Regions from separate parts of the Mus musculus genome. Here regions 1 and 2 are each linked to region 3. The links are chromatin contacts, called in public ChIA-PET and HiChIP or PLAC-seq maps. All regions are on one chromosome and are shown on one strand. The core of a region is the stretch at or near the end of the contact, and the rest is flanking DNA. Distances in the headings are between cores, read along the strand shown.

Evidence for each region. ChIA-PET counts read pairs in DNA pulled down with a chosen protein or histone mark. HiChIP or PLAC-seq counts read pairs in DNA pulled down with a chosen protein or histone mark.
Region 1: a contact with region 3 is called in an H3K27ac HiChIP or PLAC-seq map of SST interneurons, with 3 times the contacts expected there. The contact joins the enhancer-like site here to the promoter of Fam98c in region 3. A contact is called at or near these places in 1 of 39 promoter capture datasets (pre-B cells), 1 of 484 Hi-C or Micro-C datasets (cerebral cortex), 2 of 115 datasets of contacts at active chromatin or transcription factors (SST interneurons and embryonic basal ganglia) and 4 of 9 other capture datasets (adipose tissue, embryonic stem cells, liver and 1 more).
Region 2: an RNA polymerase II ChIA-PET map of effector CD8 T cells shows a contact between it and region 3, with 7 read pairs. The contact joins the enhancer-like site here to the promoter of Fam98c in region 3. A contact is called at or near these places in 1 of 39 promoter capture datasets (liver), 1 of 484 Hi-C or Micro-C datasets (embryonic stem cells), 4 of 115 datasets of contacts at active chromatin or transcription factors (effector CD8 T cells, embryonic stem cells and memory CD8 T cells) and 2 of 9 other capture datasets (embryonic stem cells and liver).

What each region holds. Positions count from the first base shown.
Region 1 is chr7:29,366,274-29,369,367 of GRCm38.p6, forward strand. Sipa1l3 (signal-induced proliferation-associated 1 like 3) reads right to left here. Exons shown (of 23, transcript NM_001081028.1): 12 at 278-529. Among named protein-coding and RNA genes, the nearest start is that of Dpf1, 60 kb to the left of the region's middle. Within about 2 kb of position 1,283, at least 64 of the 459 cell types and tissues checked have an H3K27ac peak or open chromatin away from gene starts, as enhancers often do. A contact at or near this core is called in SST interneurons, cerebral cortex and embryonic basal ganglia, where this site is marked.
Region 2 is chr7:28,999,739-29,003,199 of GRCm38.p6, forward strand. Map4k1 (mitogen-activated protein kinase kinase kinase kinase 1) reads left to right here. Exons shown (of 32, transcript NM_008279.2): 24 at 35-143; 25 at 226-284; 26 at 453-556; 27 at 1,197-1,371; 28 at 1,869-1,931; 29 at 2,011-2,100; 30 at 2,182-2,252; 31 at 2,610-2,665; 32 at 3,359-3,461. The coding sequence ends at 3,428. Among named protein-coding and RNA genes, the nearest start is that of Map4k1, 19 kb to the left of the region's middle. Within about 2 kb of position 1,318, at least 157 of the 459 cell types and tissues checked have an H3K27ac peak or open chromatin away from gene starts, as enhancers often do. A contact at or near this core is called in effector CD8 T cells and memory CD8 T cells, where this site is marked.
Region 3 is chr7:29,154,223-29,157,699 of GRCm38.p6, forward strand. It overlaps Fam98c (family with sequence similarity 98, member C), which reads right to left and starts at 1,988. Exons shown (of 8, transcript NM_001146023.1): 1 at 1,908-1,988; 2 at 1,663-1,808; 3 at 1,453-1,587; 4 at 930-1,135; 5 at 394-471; 6 at 197-313. The coding sequence starts at 1,948.

The sequences.
Region 1 (3,094 bases), core at 33-2,532, 210 kb after region 3:
GAGTTCTTGGGTTCAATTCCCAGCACCCACATGGTGGCTCACAACCATCTGCAATAGGATCTGATGCCCTCTTCTGGTGTGTCTGAAGTCAGCAACAGTGTACTCACATATATAAAATAAATCTTAAAAAAAAATCCAAAAAAAGAAAAAAAAAAAAAGGAAAATGACTGAGGGAAGAAAAAGGGCAAGAGCAAGGGTTGGAGAGAGAGAGATAGAGAGAGAGAGAGAGAGAAGGGTGAGGGACACTGGACAGCAGTGGTGCCCTGGGCGTCCTTACCTCTTGCTGTGCAGTGGCTGAGACTCTCGGAAGGGCACCACGGGTGTCTGCTTCGGGAGTCGGCTCAGGGACTGGGCATGGCCGGGAGTGGCAGGGGTGGTCCATTTGGTGGCCGGCAGAGAGTTGTGGGAGGCGGGCCCACTCCACTGCCAGGGAGCATTGCTGCGGTAGGGGGGTCGGCCCCCAGGGGTGGTGGTTTCCGACTCCGTCTTGGGTTCCGAAGCATTCATATCATAGGTCTCTGGCCACCCCCTGGAAAAGCAAGTTTGTTACTTATAAGGTCTGGGCCCACCAGCACCCAGGCCTTCTTTCTGCTTGGGAGGGTCCGGCTGTCTGGGTAACAGTGGGCAATTCCAAACCATGGTGATTCATTTTAAAGCCAGAGTGGTACCTTTCAGGTCAGTAATAGCCATATGAAGCTTACATATGGCTATTACTGCTAGGCCTGAATCTCCTTTTTCCTCCAGGTCTTGGCTTCTCTTCGTCCCCTCCCTTTTCTCTGGCCCAGGCTTCTAATCAGCCAGTGTTTTAAATGGACCAGCCCCTCCTAATACCCCAAGCAGTACTTTGGGCCGGAAAAGCCAATGTCCTCAAAAATCCAAGGACAGTCTCTGCCTTGTTCCCTAGAATTTCAAATACTGCTGCAAGAGAAGCAGGTGACCTACTTTGCAAGGTGGTTTAAAAAAAAAAAAAAAAAGAAAGAAAGAAAAAAAAGAAAGAAAAGCACATGAAGCCCAGAACCCTGGAAATAGAAGCAGGCCCGTGTCTGGCTGGCACATGCACCATAGTACAGAGATCCAGCCTGGGGCATGGGCATCCAAGCTGGGCTGGCAGCTCTGCTACCTCTGTCACACAGTGTGTCACGCAGCATGGGAGGGAGCCTGAGCTTACAGAGGCTGAGCTCAGGAAAAAAAAATATCCACCTCTTAGATCGCAGGAGCTAAGCTCTGAGAGGCAGGTCCAGAGCGTCTCATCCCGATGTCCTTTGGCCTGAGACACTCAGACATGGCTGCTACAGAGCCGTGTCATGGGACCTGAGGACATGTTCGTGTCCCAGGCCCTACGCAGGGTACCTTTCTGCCTTTCTGTCCGTATGGCAGAGCTGATGTTCAGCGGTCCTTATGGTTGTTTGGGGGATCAGGAGCCCCCAGGCACCGGGTAGGGAACAGTAGGGACACAACCCTCTGACAGAGCCACCAGACAGGCCAGGCTGGCGGAGGTGGAGGAAGGCCACATATCCTGAGAACTGCTATGTGCTCTGAGCCAGGCAGATCTCACCCCTGGATGCTGGGCATGAGCATGTGATTCACACCCAACCAATCAGAAACGCCTCTCACCCTAGACAAAGTGACTAGTGCAGGATTGTCACAGGCTTTAAGCAGTTCCTATCAGAGCAGTGAGAGCAACCTGGGAGACACTTCTGAAATTATAGGGGTGGGGGTGGGGTTGGCTTACAAGCGTTTCTGCTAGGCTCCTCCCAGGGACCTAGTGGTGGCTTATGCCATCGCCTGCCACAGCCAGTTATGATGTAGGTGCAGCAGTGTATAAAAAGGACTGCCTGCCCCCCCTGCCCCCACCTCTCTCTGTTCCCACGTGTTCCTGATTGATCTCCCCCTCTCGGTCCTTCCTGTCCTCTTCTCTGCCTTCATAGCTCTGCTGCTGTCTGTCTGCCTCTCCTACATCTTTAGGCTCCCCTCTCCTCCCCTTCCCCCCAAATAAACCTCCTTTATACCAGGTCTGTCGCAAGGCTTGATTTCTCAGGGGAACACCTTGGCATGGGCCCCCCAGGCACCCCCTTACACGGTACACTGTTGTCACCGCATTTATATTTTACAACAGGGGAGTATAAAGATCTATTTTTGCAGGCGTTGCTATGCTGGGGAGACCCAGTCCAGAGCTGTGTCGCTTGTGGGGAGATTGACTGAGAATGACAGCAACTAAGCTTAAGACTTTGAATTCTGGGTCCTCTGGCCTCCACTCCCTGAGTGCTGGGATTGCAGGTGCATGCCACCACATCTGGCTCATGCCGTGCTGGGAGAACTGAACCCAGGGCCTTGTACATGTTATATGAGCACGCTACCAAATGAGCCATACCCTTAGCTCCAGTATATGACCTTTCATATACTGTGGAACTTGTTCGAGCCCACACAGCCACAACAGCTAGAAACTGAGCTGGACTGCTGGCACATGTCTTTAAACAGGGGCAGGTGGGTCAGTCTGGTCTACATAGAATTCCAAGGCTATATAATGAGAGCCAATCTTAAGGAAAAAACAAAAAACAAAAAACCCAACCCAAACCAAACCAAACCAAAAACCTAAAACAACAAACCAACCAACCAAAGCAAGCAATATCCATGTCATATCCAGAAGTCGGCACGCCACACCACTCTCTCCCCACCCTCTTCCAGCTCTCCCATGCTGTCTGCCCCCTTCTTCCATGCTCACTGAGCCTTGGAAAGGATGCCTGAGCATCCAGCAGCCATGCATCCTCTATACTGTGACCAGTGTCTGCGGTTACCACTGTCCACTGTAAAGAGGCTTCTGTGACCAAAACTGACAGTGCCATTACCTAGAGGCACCAATGGGGTTACTTAGAAGACTTTTGACAGGTACGTCATGCCCACTTAGCAAACAACAGCAGTCGCATTCTCCAGTGGGGCCTCAGGCCTTCCAAGCCAGGGTGGATTCCCTCCTGTGGAGCTGGCCTCAAAGCCAATCATAGCCCCTGACTGCCCCCTGTCCACCTGCTCCTGAGACTGGACCTTTCTTCAGTCCAGGCTGGCCTCGAATCCAGTGCTCCTTTTCTCAGCGTCTTGA
Region 2 (3,461 bases), core at 68-2,567, 160 kb before region 3:
GCTTGACACTCCCGCTCTCATACACACACTGCAGGGAAGACACCCTACCTGTATTCTCATAGCATCCTGGGCCTGCTTGAAAGGAAAGACGGCAGAACGGGAAGCCCCATTGCTCACATTAGCCCTCACCGGTTACTGGCAAGGTAGGAGCCCCACAGGGCGCCATTGGCTTCCCTGCCCCCAGTGCGCCCGCGCAGCCCCTCACTCCTCTTCCTCCTCCTCCAGAAAGAACATGGTCTCCAGTAAGATCCAGGACACCAAAGGCTGCCGGGCTTGCTGTGTGGGTGAGAGCCAGCTTCCCTCCGGGTGCAGAGTGATGGGGCGGGCTGGTGCCTGGCCAGTGTCTACTCAATAAGGTTGAGGCATGGTGTCCAGGACCCTTGGAGAGATACTGGGGGATCCTAGAGGGAGACAGGGACCCTGACCTGACCCATTCTTGTCCACTTCCACAGCTGAGAGTGCTAGCTCTGGGGGCCCATTCTTATGTGGGGCATTGGAGACGTCTGTGGTTTTGCTCCAGTGGTACCAACCAATGAACAAATTCTTGCTTGTCCGGGTAAGTCTGTAGAGCGAGGGTGCTCCATCCACCATTAGCGCTTATATAAAGAATGGGATGCCCCCCCCCCCCCCCAGCCGCCAGTCCATGTCGTTGCTCCCTTCCCATCCTGAGGCATTTTGAAAATTTCCCGAGAGTCTGAAGAGATGGCTCAGCGATTAAGAGAGTACTGGCTGCTCTTCCAAAGGACCCACGTTCAGTTCCCAGCACCCACATGGCAGCTCACAACGGTCTGAAACTCCAGTTGCAGGGGACTCAACAGCCTCACACAGACATACATGCAGGCAAAACACCAAGCGCATAAAATAAAAATAAGTAAATCGTTAAAAAGAAAACCACTTCCTGATATTTAAGCCCCGTCCCTCACATCTGAACAACTTAATTATTCTTCAGTCTCTAAGGGTCTGTCCCTTTGAGTCTAAAGTGGTTTTGTTGGCCTGGTGTGTGTGTGTAGGGGGTGTTCCTGCTTTTCCGTCACCAGGTTGACACGCCTCCAGACAAAGCCACATTTACTCTAGAAGCACACTTTGCTTCTTTCTAAAGAAGCCTGAAAATCTCCGAGGGACTCCCCACCTAGTCCCCCACCCCACCCCCGGTCTCAGAGCCTCCCTGAATCGCTCTTCCCCGCGCGGGCCTGCAGCAGGTGCTGTTCCCGCTGCCCACGCCGCTGCCGGTGTTCACGCTGCTGACAACGCCGGGCTCCGAGCTGCCAGCTGTGTGCATCGGCGTGAGCCCGGGGCAGGCGGCAAAGTCGGTGCTCTTCCACACCGTGCGCTTCGGTGCGCTGTCCTGCTGGCTGGACGACTCCAGCACGGGTGAGTGGGCCTTGCCCCTAAGAGGCAAGGATGCTAGGAAGGGAGACGCTGCCGGGGAAGGAGGGGCTGTAGGGAAAAGGCAGTCCTGGAAAGGTAGTGCTTCAGGAAAGAGGACAATAGGGAAAAGTTGCAGACCAAGGCGGGGCTGCAGGGCGGGGTTCAGGCTGCAGGGAAGGGGCGGGGCCTAGGGAAGAGGGCGGAGCTTCAGAAAAGGGGCATGGTTTCTGGAAAGGATGTGGCTTGTGAGAAGGGGCCAATCAAGGATGGGACTACAGGTTAGGGCACCAGGGAAGGGGAAGGGCAGAATGGTTGGGCAGGGCTATGCCCGAACCCGATACCGAGAAAGAGATGGAACAGGGTGTGTGGTCTTCCTTGACTGGTCATAACAGGGTGGAGCGCACGTGGCAGGGTGGAGCGCACGTGGCAGGCAGGGACCTGAGGGGTGCTAGCTGAACAGAGCTAGGCAGTTAGTTCTTAAGCCCCTGCCTCTCGCGCAGAGCACAAGGGACCAGTGCAGGTGATCCAAGTAAAGGAAGACATGGTGATGGTGTTGATGGATGGTAAGAGCCTTCCTCCCTTCCCTTTCCGGTCCTCAGCCCAGGACGTTGTGCTCAAAGCCTTCCTTCCACTTCCCTTCAGGCTCTCTAAAGCTAGTGACCCCAGAGGGGGCACCAGCTCCTGGGCTCCGCACCCCTGAGATCCCCATGACAGAAGCGGTCGAGGCTGTGGGTATGTGTTAGTTGGGAGGGTCCAGGGTCAAGAGTGGGAGCTCTGTGACCTCCAGGTCACAGGGAACTGCTTCCTCTCTAGCTATGGTTGAAGATCGACTCGAGGCCTTCTGGAAGCATGGAGTTCAGGTGTGGGCTCCAGGCTTGAAACAGGTAGGCTCCTTCAGTTCACACCACTCCCTTGCCCTCATCCTCAACCTTCACATCCTTTAAATGGGCTTGGAGAAGCCCTGGGTCAGGACAGGGACTCGTGTAGGGAAGCTTCAGGGCACACATCGTACCGGCTCCCTGGTTCCTGACTTACCCACCCTTCACAGTTGCCTATCCGATAGGGCGCGGCGACTTTGCAGGTTAGTAGTCTTGGACACAGAGCAGTTAAGTCACATGTTTGTCAAAGTCACACAGCTTCATGAGTGGGTCTGGGGTTAGACTTACCCTGAGGAAGCCGTGTCTGTAGGGAGAGGGAAGGCCCTACTTCTCCGCACACACACAGACACACTTTCTCTACAGCCGCTGCAGGAGCTGAGAGACCCCACCCTCACCTTCCGTCTGCTCTGCTCCCCCAGGTATGGTGGTGGAGGGACGAATGGGGAATAGGAGAGGCTGCTGGTGTGGAGAGGAGGTTTCCACAGCCTAGAAAACCCTTCCATGTTCTTTTGCAAGGTTCCCTCCCGAGGCTCCGGCTCCACCGTGACTCTTGGGAGCCTTGGCTGCCCTCAGCAGAAGCCCCTGCACCGGTGCTTCCCTGTTTTCCTTTAGTCTACCCTTGAGGTTGGGAGTGTGAACTCCCCACGGCTCCTTTTACTGTTGTTGCCGTGAGATAGCTTATGTAGCCCTGGCTGGTCTCCGATTCTCGCTTCTCTTCTATCACATTGGGGGTTGGGGACACATGGCACAGAGGGCACCTGGAGATCAGAGAACATTTTTAGGAGACGATTCTTTTTACCACATGGGTCGCAGAGATTGAACTTAGGTCATTATGTTTGGTGACAAGCACCTTTGCCTGCTGAGCCACCTGGCCAGACCCCCCCCCCCCTTTTTCTGAAAGGATTTTATAGCTCAGGCTAACCTCAGACTCCCTAGGTAGCCGAGGATGACCTTGAACTCCAGCTTGGCTTGCTTCAGCCTCCCAGTTATTGGGATTGTACGCATATCCCATCATGCCTGGTGTTGTCATTGTCAGGCCCGGCATTGGAATGGTGCAGTTTCTATTAACTACTTTGAGAATGAACGAATGACTTGGCCTCTGTCTTCTTCAGGCCGGTAGTGGTGGAGACAAGGCCCACGGATGACCCTACGGCCCCCAGCAACCTCTACATCCAGGAATGAGCCATTGAGAGGGCATGGGAAACGGATGCCTGC
Region 3 (3,477 bases), core at 738-3,237:
GCCTCTGTGGATACTGCACACACATGATGTGCACACACATACAGGTAAGACACATAAAATGAAAAGTGCAATCTTAAGATTCTAAAGTGGCCTGGGCCCCAGGATCCCCAAGAGTATATATTCTTCGCCCTCGACCCCCTTCCCTGCAGCCGAGCTCCTCTGGCGGGCCTGCTTATTCTTGTTATGGTCCCCACACCTCTGCCCGGTCACCCCAGTGGAAAGCAGATGTTGTGAGGTCAAGGCGCTTCAGGAGGAGGCAGCGGCGGCAGCAGTACTGCTCTGTCAGGCTTTGGGACAGAGACTCCAGGGCTTCCTGGAAGGAAAGGTCTTGGTCATGCCCAGGGTCCCGTCTCTGGGTAGATACTGTTCACAGCCATCTGCACATGTTCTCACCCATCGGGATGCATCCAGCTGCGAGTTAAGGAGGGGCTTCATGGACTCCGGGGGCAGGGACGGCAGCAGCTCAGAGATCTGGTGGGAGAATCATTAGAAGCCAGTGAGACACAAACAGGATGGACCTTCTCAGGGGCTCTAGTTTCCCTCAACCCTGTGAACCTGGGTCTCAGAAGTGTTAACGACTTTTGCCAACTTGACAATTGCTATTGGATATAGGCGTGCCCAGCCCACTCTGGGCCTGGGCTGTATAAGAGGTAGCTGAACAAGCCGGGAGGCATGTGCTAGTAAACGGTTGTCCTCCATGGCTGGCTTGAGGCTTGGGTTCCTGCCTCAGTTTCCTTCAACGGTGGGCTGTAACTTGTGAAGGGAAACAAACGGTTTCCTCCCCTAAGCTGGCTTTGGTCAGTGTTTTATCACAGCAAAAAGCAAATTAGAACGAATGGCCACTGTCGATGGGTCATCCTTTTTAGAGCTGGTTTTGAAAACAGGCTCCTTTCCACAAGTAAGGTACCTCAGGAGGAGACTCTCTCTACCTTGTCATGAAACTCCCGAAGTAGCTGGCTAGCCAGGGTTCCACGCAGGGGTCTGGGGAGCCCCAGGGCTTGAAGAGTTAGCGTCAGTTCCTGAACAACGCCATTCGCCTTCTTTGTCCCTTCTCCAAAGGATGGCACAGGGCTAGAATCCCGCTGGAGCCTTAGATGCAAGAGGCGGGCAGCCTGGAGCTCAGAGCAAAGAAACCCTAAAAAGAGGAGTAGATCCCTACCCAACCAGAACCTTGGCCCTTCCCCCAGAGTAAGCCTCACCCACCGACAATGGGGGATGTGGGTCCACTTCAGAACCACCCAACTGGCGTTTAACTCAACGCATTAAAGTTTTCAGAGGCCTCTGTCAGAATTCAAGCCAAGCCTTAATTAACCCTAGCCTATCTACCTGCGGCCTTCAAGCTCGCCGCAAAGCTTTGGCCACACCCACGGGAGTCCAGTCTGAGCGTCAGAGCCCGCCCCATTCAGAGGCCCCGCCCACCGCCACCACCCTGGGCCTTCCAAGCTCGCTCACGCAGCAGACGCAGGCCGCCGCCGGGCTCCCGCAGCACGGTGGCGCAGTCTCCGCCGCAGAGCGCGCGATCCGGGCAGTGCAACGCCCGCAGCCAGCCGGCCAACTGCCGCAGGAACTCTTCCTCTGTGTCCGGGCCTGCGGGAGGAAGAAGCCATCAGGAAGCAGCGGGTTCCGCGGCTCTACCCGCCGTCCACCCAGCTTCTCACGCACCGTGGCCGGCGCCCAGCACTGCGGTGCCCTCCTCTCGCCGCTCCAGAGCTCCCAGAGCCGTCAGCTCGGCCGCCAGCCGCGCGCACAGCGCCCTGAAGTCTGCACACGCGGGACCCCGAGACGCCCCCTCCGGGAGGGCATCGTACCTGCGGCGGGGCACGCGTCAGTGCGAGTCCCTCTGCGTCCGCGTCCCCAGGCGAGTGCGCCCTTCCCGTACCCCCAGGCCACACCACCGAATCTTTTACCCCAGTGTCAGAAGGTCACCCGCTACCATGGCCCCATCCATGGCAACTCCGTCTGCGGACCCGGTGCGCGCGCCCCCTTCCGCCAGGGAAAGGCTCCGCCCCCTCTTCCCTCCGCCTCCTCTCTCCCGCTGCTATCCAACCATATTCTCGTGCGAAGGCGCTTCCACGCTCCTATTGGCTTGGTCGCGCGCCACGCGCACCCTTCAGGTAACTTGTCCAGTGTAAATTTTATAGCTTGAGGTTTGGATCTACGAGGTCGCAGGAGGCTCGGGTGTCCCTACTGTCCGACTCTCAAGAAAAAAAAAAAAAAAAAAAAGCAAAAAGCAACTTATTTAACTTTTATACTTTTGGAGGCAGGGTCTCGATTTATACATTTATGTAGCTCAGGCTGGCTTCTTAGTCCTGCTTCCTCCTTCTGTTTGCTGGTTGACAGGCGTGTGACACGCCCAGCTGCCCTTTGTTCTTAGTGCACCCCAGACCGAAAGTCCCATCCGACTTGTTTTTCTTCCACTTTAGGATTAGATTTTCAGCACGTCTTCACATCCACTCTCCCACCTCAGCCAGACCCTCCTTCCACCTCACAGTGGGTCCAGTGTTAGCCAGACTCTCTGCCTCTGTAGGCCTTCGAAAGAAAAAGCAGATGCCATTGAGAAACTCCATCCTAAGGGGGAGGCAAGCCGATGGGACTGGGGTTGACTCCATTTGCCAGCTAATGTTTCTGCCAAACTGGTTTTTTCCATCTATGCGATTGGGATCCAAGGGCAATAAAGTATATGTTTTATGTGCCTGAATGTCGTGTGTGTGTATGTGTGTGTGTGTGTGTGTGTGTGTGTGTGTGCGTGTGCATGTGTGTGCGCGTACCTTGTGCCCACAGAAGTCAGAAGGCTTACAATCTCCTGCAACTGGACTTCCAGGACTTCCAGGTGGTCGTGAAGTCTTGTGTGGGTGCTGGGAACCAAACCCAAGTCTTCTGCTAGAACAAGTGCTCCTAACCACTGAGCCATCTCTCCAGCCATTAATATATTAAATGGAATCTGGCCTCACTAAGACCCTCCTATCTTAGCCCCCCAAGATCTGGGACTATAGGTTTGTGTCACACCCAATGTTTCAAGCACTCATTTTTTTTTTTTTTTAAGATTTATTTATTGTTATATGTAAGTACACTGTAGCTGTCTTCAGACGTACCAGAAGAGGGCATCAGATCTCATTACGGATGGTTGTGAGCCACCATGTGGTTGCTGGGATTTGAACTGAGGACCTTCAGAAGAGCAGTTGGTGCTCTTACCCACTGAGCCATCTCGACAGCCCCCTCAAGCACTCATTCTTAAAAGTGTGAGGATTATGGTCCATATGTTAAGGTGCATCCTTAGTTAATAACAAGTAAAGCCGGGCGTAGTGGCGCACGAATTTGATCCCAGCACTCAGGAGGCAGAGGCAGGCGGATTTCTGAGTTCGAGGCCAGCCTGATGTACAGAGTGAGTTCCAGGACAGCCAGGGCTACACAGAGAAACCCTGTCCAAAAACAAAAATCCAAGAAGTCGGGGAACTGGACTTGCTGCTCTCTCAAAAG